Regions from separate parts of the Pan troglodytes genome. Here region 1 is linked to region 2. A link is a contact called in public HiChIP or PLAC-seq data. All regions are on one chromosome and are shown on one strand. Each heading gives the region's core, a stretch centred on a gene start, on an enhancer-like site or on the middle of the called end of the contact. The rest is flanking DNA. Distances are from core to core; before and after follow the strand shown.

Region 1 (3,173 bases), core at 203-2,702, 150 kb before region 2:
TGTTTGCCAATGTGAACTCTTGCTCTGGAGATGGTCACACACAGGAGGCCATCAGAGAACGGCCTGGGGACTCACAGACAGCTTCCAGCCACCTGCCCAGACCCCAGGCCCCCGAGACCTGGCATCTTCCACCTCTCCTCTTGCCCTTGGGTGGCACACTCGGACACTCAAGAGTGCAGGTATCTCACCTTTAAGTCCAGAAAGCGCAGCACGGTGTTGGCACACAGGCCTCGGAGCAGCAGTGTGGCCCCTGTGTAAGGGGGGCCGGCGGTCACTCTCTGCCCCTGCTGACCCCAAGGCCCTCCCCGTGGGCCCCTTTTCAGGGCAGCTCCCTAGACCCAGGAAGGGAAAACTGTCCCGGTGGTCTGGGTTGGCACTGGCCAAGAGTCTCGTTGTGAAGTCATGTTTGAAACACTTGCAGCCCCTGCCAGGCACCAAGCCGGCTCAGCAGGCGGGGAACCAGGTAAGACCGCGAATGTTAAGGCCTCTCCTCCGTCATACAGAGGAACTGCCCTCTACTCCCAGGTGCAGGAAGGGGCGCCCCTGCTTGCTTTAACTACGGCACAGAAATTGGAGAGCCTGGAGAGGAAGCGACCTCGGGCTGCCGAGGCAATGGTGTGGGCAGCTAAGGAGCAGAGGGATCCACCCCGCCGCGCCTGCCCACCTTCCTCGCTGAGCATGCAGTCACTCAGGACCAGCTCCGTGCACAGCGTCTCCCTCGGCAGCAGCTTGCCCAGGGCCCTGCAGGTCTCCACCGTCAGGCTTTGCGTGGCCAGGTCCAGCCGGCCCCTGGGAAGCTGGTGCAGCTGCTGCAGGACAGCCTCCTGGGGCTCGGCCCCACTCTCCCTGCACAGGCGGCTGTAGGAGCGCCGGAACTCCTCCATGACCCGCGGGGCCGGCAGGGCCTCCTCCGCATGCTCCCGCAGCTGCTGAAAGGGAGCCGCGCGGTGCGGAGAAGTCCCAGCGCCGGGTACAGGAGACGCGGCCTCCGCCGACCCGGGCGAAGAGCAATCCGAGTGGGCTCCGCGGGCGGGAGGTCCTGGGAGCGCGGGGCTGGGCGGTAGTCAAGGTCCGCTTTGGGCTGGGGCCCCGCAGTGCTTGGGGACCACCCGTGCAGGAAGCAGGCAGGTGCGTCGCGCGCCCCCACCCAACCCTGCCCCGCCTGCAGCCCCGACCCCCGCCCTCGCGACAGCCGCGTCGGGGCCTCAGTATCCAGGAAGAACAAGGCGCGCCGGGAGAGGCCGCTGGAACTACAACTCCTAGCAGGCTCTGCGCAGGAAGCGCTTGGTGCGGGCCAATGAGAACAAAGGAACTGGCGCGCCTTTCGGGCCGCAAGCTGAGAGGGGGCAGCGCGCTGCAGGTTCATTGGCTAGGGGCATGAGGGTGGGGCCCAGGGAGGGCATGCTCCGGGCTCATTGGCTGAGGGTCGTGAGGGTGGTGCCCCGGGAGGGCGCGTTCCAGGTTCATTGGCTGAGGGACGTGAGGGAGGGGCTGCTGGAGGGCGCGCTCCGGGCTCATTGGCTGAGACGTGGGGGCGGGGCTCCGAGAGCAGGCGCTTCGGACTCATTGGCTAGGGGCGCGGGGCGGGGCTCCGGGGGCGCGCTCCGGTCTCATTGGCTGGAGGCGCGGGGCGGGGTTCCGGTGGGCGCGCGTGGAGGCTGCGGTCATGGAGGGAGCTGGAGCTGGATCCGGCTTCCGGAAGGTGAGGGCCGGCGGGCAGGGGCTAGGCAGACGCGGACGCTCCGTCCCGACCTCACGCGTGACACCGTGAGGGCCAGACGCCAGCCCCCGCGCCGCCCCCTGTGCCTTTGAGGTTGGGCCCGTTCTCGGACTCCATCTCCGGCCGGGCCGCGCGCCCCGCGCCCTCCTGGGCTGGTGTCTCGCAGCTGATAGGAGGCGGCGTGGAGCAGCCGGGGCTGCGGGAAGGTGGAGAGGGTCTGCAGAAACAGGCAGGGGTGGGCGCCGTCACGGCAGAGTCCAAGCCGGCGAAGAGAGAGGAGGAGCTGGGCCGCCGCCCTGCACCCTGAGCCTGGGGTCTTTTGTTAAGGGGAGATCAGGCCCCAGGACGGGGACAGTGAGATCGTCCAGCCCGAGGAGCCGGCAGGACCTACCCCAGCCGCCAGGCACAGTGGTTTCCCTTTTGTTAGCTCCCCGGTGGGCGCCAGCACTGGGCTAGGAACGCGTGGTTTCTTCGGTGCTCCACGTTACACACACTTGACATGGATTAACCCCACCTGCCAGTGGAGAAACTGAGGCACGGGGGCGTTAAGTGACTCAGCAGGGCTAGGGTCAGACCTAGGCCGTCTGAGCCAGGATCCGCCCAGGCTGGAGGGCGTGCCCTGCTCTTCCCTGTTCCTGGAAGTGGAGCTCTCTGGGGGTACCATGTGCAGAGGACCCCATCGGTGCAGGCAGAGTGGTTTCTGAACCTTTCTACTGCTCTACCTGAAGGTTGGGGCACCGAGCTTCCTCGATGTCAGCAGGGCCTCGTGGGCCTCTGTGGCCTGGGAAGGGAGGGTCTCAGGCCCTTGTGAACCCATCCTGGAGAGAGGACTTCAGCCCTGTAGAAGCAGGGAGAATTCTGTTTCTCCTGCATCAGGTCCTTCTTTATCACCCAAGGCAGCAGGCGTGGGGGGCGGGGGGTGTCGGTGTGGGGAGCTCTGGTGGTGGAGTTGCTGAAGATTCTTGCCAGAATTCAGAAAGAGAAAGTCACTGAGGCTTGGGCCACCTCACTGGGTGGTTGTGAGAACACCAGGTTAAAGTAGCCGAAAGGCCACTGCCGGAGACGGGGCACTGGGTACACACCCCAGGAGGTCATGTGTTCTATCAAGCCCACCTGCCAACTAGAGACCTAAGGGCTCTGGCCAGAGCTGGAGTTGTGGTCATTGCAGAGAATGAGCGTGAGGATGACGGGGAGTGGGGGGCCTGTAGCCCTGGCGTGGCGCCCACGTCATGGGGCAAAGCTGGCTGTGTCCTAGGCACCCCCCACAACCGCCCCAGTGCTGGGCCTGCCTTCCGAGGCCACTGCCAATGTACGGGGAAGCCCCTTGGATTGTCGAGGCAGCCCTGGCATCCGCCACTCTCTGGCGTGGTCTTCCTTCCAAGGCCTGGGGCAGCAGTGTTGGGGGTCCCGGAGCAGGTGGGGAGATAGTGCCTTCTCTACCTTTTCTGGTGCC
Region 2 (3,184 bases), core at 252-2,751:
TGCACACCTGTAGTCCCAGCTACTCGGGAGGCTGAGGTGGAAGGACTGCTTGAGCCCAGGAGATCGAGGCAGCAGTAAGCTGAGATTGTACCACTGCACTCCAGCCTGGGCAAAAGAGCAAGACCCTGCCTTGAAGAAAAAAAAAAAAAAAAGATTGGGCACCCCGGTGGCTCATGCCTGTAATCCCAGCGCTTTGGGAGGCTGAGCTGGGTGGATCACCTGAGGTCAGGAATTCGAGACCAGCTTGGCCAACATGGTGAAACCCTGTCGCTACTAAAAATACAAAAATTAGCTGGGCATGTTGGCTCACACTTGTAATCCTAACTACTCTGGAGGCTGAGGCAGGAGAATCGCTTGAACCTGAAAGGTGGAGGTTGCAGTGAGCCGAGATTGTGCCATTGTACTCAAGCCTGGGCGACACTGAGACTACGTCTCAAAAAAATAATCAATCAATAAATAAAAGAGGCGTCCACGTTAACGAGTCCACAGTCCTAACAAGTGCTGCAGGCTGGACGAGGGGCAGCGTCCCACCCAGTGTCTGGTGCAGGGCATTTAGGGGCTCGGCCTCCAGGAGAGGCGAGCCCAGGGCTGAGTGCGAACACTGCTGCTGGGCCAGGCCACTCACGTTATGCGGCCGTTCCTGATACTTCAACACGGCCCTTATGGGCGAATGTGTGAAATCTCGGAACAAGTGGAGTGGGGAACAGGGCGTCTGCGGTGAAGCCCAGGCTGAGGCAGCCCCTCATCTGCTCACGGTGCCAGGAGCTCCCTGCCTCCTGGTCCTGAGGAGCCGCGGGATTCCTCAGGGACACAAGGGTCCCTGCAGCGGTGCCTGCGCCAGGCAGCCACGCGTGCGGCGCACGAATTCTGTCTCAGCCTGGAGAAAAAAACCTCCGCTGCGCCCTCGCCCACCACGAGCTTTCCGCGGGGCGTGCAAGGGGCTCCTCCTAGCCCCACAGCCCTGTCTTTCCACGGGGGACACCAAGGCCCTGGAACGTCCCGCGCGCCAGCGCTCTCGCCCGTGTTTAACGAGAACTTAATCCCCGTGCCCGTTACCTCCCCGAAGTCCCGGGACTAGGTGACTAGGCCCCGAAGCAAGAGTCGCAGTCGGACCGACTGGGCCGGGGAGGGCAGCGCACTGCACCTGCGCGGGCTTCCACAGCCCACGCGGCCGCCGCAGGCCTCGAGTGGGCGCGGGTTGGGCTGCGGCGAGAAGCGGGACCGGACCTCGCCTCCCGGGTGCAGGCGCCCTGGGCTCGCGTAGGGAAGTGCCCTGGCTTACAGAGGTGACCACTGACGGGGCTTGGGGTGGAAGGTGACGACGCCAGAACCCACGCGGAACGCGCCCACGAGGCCCGGCCGCAAGATGGCGACGGCGTGCCCCCGGCCACCCGCGCGCCGCGCATGCGCCCTGGCCTTCCCCGCCCGAGTGAGCGGAAGTCTCGTGACCCCGGAAGTGACAGGCAGGGCGGGCGGGGCGGCCGACGACGTTCGTCATTTAGTGCGGGAGGGAGCCTGAACCGCGCGGCCGAACCCTCCGGTGAGTGGCCGTGGCGGGGCGGAGGCGGCGGGGCGGAGGCGGCGGGTCGGGGCGGGGACCGGCGGCGCCGGCGGGGGCGGGGGGCGCTGAGGTGGGGGCTTCCGCCTTTGTTCGCGCCCCGCCCTGAGCCCGCGGCAGGGTCTCGGCGGGCGGGGGCGCGGTGACAGCGGGCCAGGGCGGTGCGGGCTAGGGCGGGGCTGGGGCGGGACCGGGCGGCGGCGGCCCCGGCCACACGTGCGGGTCCCGGGCCGGAGGGGCGGCGGGGACCAGGGGAGTGCCGGCCCCTCCCGAGCGGCCCGGAGCTTCTTTCATGGCCGCCGAGGCGCGTGGGGCCCGGGCCAGACCTCAGGGCCCCTCCCTGGGGACGCGGGGGGCGCCGGGCCGGCAGCCGCGGTCCATCGCGTTCGGGGGCGACGCGGGGATTGGGGCGCGGCCTCCCCCAGCGCCCGGGCCACGCCCGGCACGGATTGCGGGCCCTGCGGAAGTGCGGGCCGCGCCCTAGGATCCCGGCGCCTACGGCTATCCTCGCGCGGCGCGGAGGCCCCAGCGCCTGGAGGAAGCAGGGCGGCCTGGACCCCGGCCTGGGTGTCCCGGGTGTGCTGCTCCCTGACCCACCTCCCACGCTGCCGGGAAGGATCTGAGCCTGACAGACCCCCTGCCGGGTCAGTGCTGCCCCGGGCACTCCGGGCCCACGATCTACAAGAGGACCCGAGAGTACTGAGTGGCTGTGGTAGCTCCCAAGTTGTAGGTCACAGACCCTCACAATTGTGGAGAAACCGGAGATACTTAGGATCCCCGTCTCCAGGTGGCCCCATGCGGTATTCTAGCTGCCCCTAACATCCGAGCTCCAGGGGCATCCTGTTTGAAAGATGACGCTGAGCCGACCACACACGTTTACATGTGACTACCACGGCCAGAGGAGCAACCCTACTGAGGGATACCGAGCCCCGTTACCCCGTAGGGCGAGGGCCTGGGCAGCTCAAGAGCGGCAAGACCCTAAGAGAGGGTTTAGTGTGGGCCCTGCCGGTTGATTCTGGGGCCTGCTAGCCCCGCCCCACACATACAGGGGGCTGCTGCCTCCTCCATCGTGGAGGGGGAGGTGTGTCCTCTCTCCCCAGGATCGGCTGCAGTTCCCATTTTGTCTTAGATGTTATACCTGGGGTGGGGGCACCTCACACTGCCCCAGAGGATGCCCCTGAGCAGGAATCGCGGGGGTGGAGAGGAGCGAAGGTGGCCCCCTTGGAGCCCTTTTGGAGCTCCGGCTGCAGCCCACACTCCTGCTCAGAAGTGCGCCTCCGTTGGGGATCCAGGTCCAAGGCCTGTCACCGTCCCGCCCACAGGTGTCCCGACCCAGGCTAAGCTTGAGCATGGCTGAGCAGGAGCCCACAGCCGAGCAGCTGGCCCAGATTGCAGCGGAGAACGAGGAGGATGAGCACTCGGTCAACTACAAGCCCCCGGCCCAGAAGAGCATCCAGGAGATCCAGGAGCTGGACAAGGACGACGAGAGCCTGCGAAAGTACAAGGAGGCCCTGCTGGGCCGCGTGGCCGTTTCCGCAGGTGAGTCTGGGCTGCGGGAGCCGGGTGGCCGCCCGTTCACTCCAGCTGTCTTGCCGCTCCCCAGCCCCTACTTCCACTGGTGGGGGT

The links. HiChIP or PLAC-seq counts read pairs in DNA pulled down with a chosen protein or histone mark.
Region 1: a contact with region 2 is called in an H3K4me3 HiChIP or PLAC-seq map of stem cell-derived excitatory neurons, with 5 times the contacts expected there. The contact joins the promoter of LRRC45 here to the promoter of ARHGDIA in region 2. A contact is called at or near these places in 1 of 7 Hi-C or Micro-C datasets (stem cell-derived neural progenitor cells) and 1 of 1 datasets of contacts at active chromatin or transcription factors (stem cell-derived excitatory neurons).

What each region holds. Positions count from the first base shown.
Region 1 is chr19:95,372,696-95,375,868 of NHGRI_mPanTro3-v2.0_pri, reverse strand. It overlaps LRRC45 (leucine rich repeat containing 45), which reads right to left and starts at 1,452. Exons shown (of 17, transcript XM_511754.9): 1 at 665-1,452; 2 at 189-250. The coding sequence starts at 884. It overlaps CENPX (centromere protein X), which reads left to right and starts at 1,378. Exons shown (of 3, transcript XM_016930956.3): 1 at 1,378-1,702. The coding sequence starts at 1,378.
Region 2 is chr19:95,221,003-95,224,186 of NHGRI_mPanTro3-v2.0_pri, reverse strand. It overlaps ARHGDIA (Rho GDP dissociation inhibitor alpha), which reads left to right and starts at 1,501. Exons shown (of 6, transcript NM_001246434.1): 1 at 1,501-1,540; 2 at 2,881-3,097. The coding sequence starts at 2,908.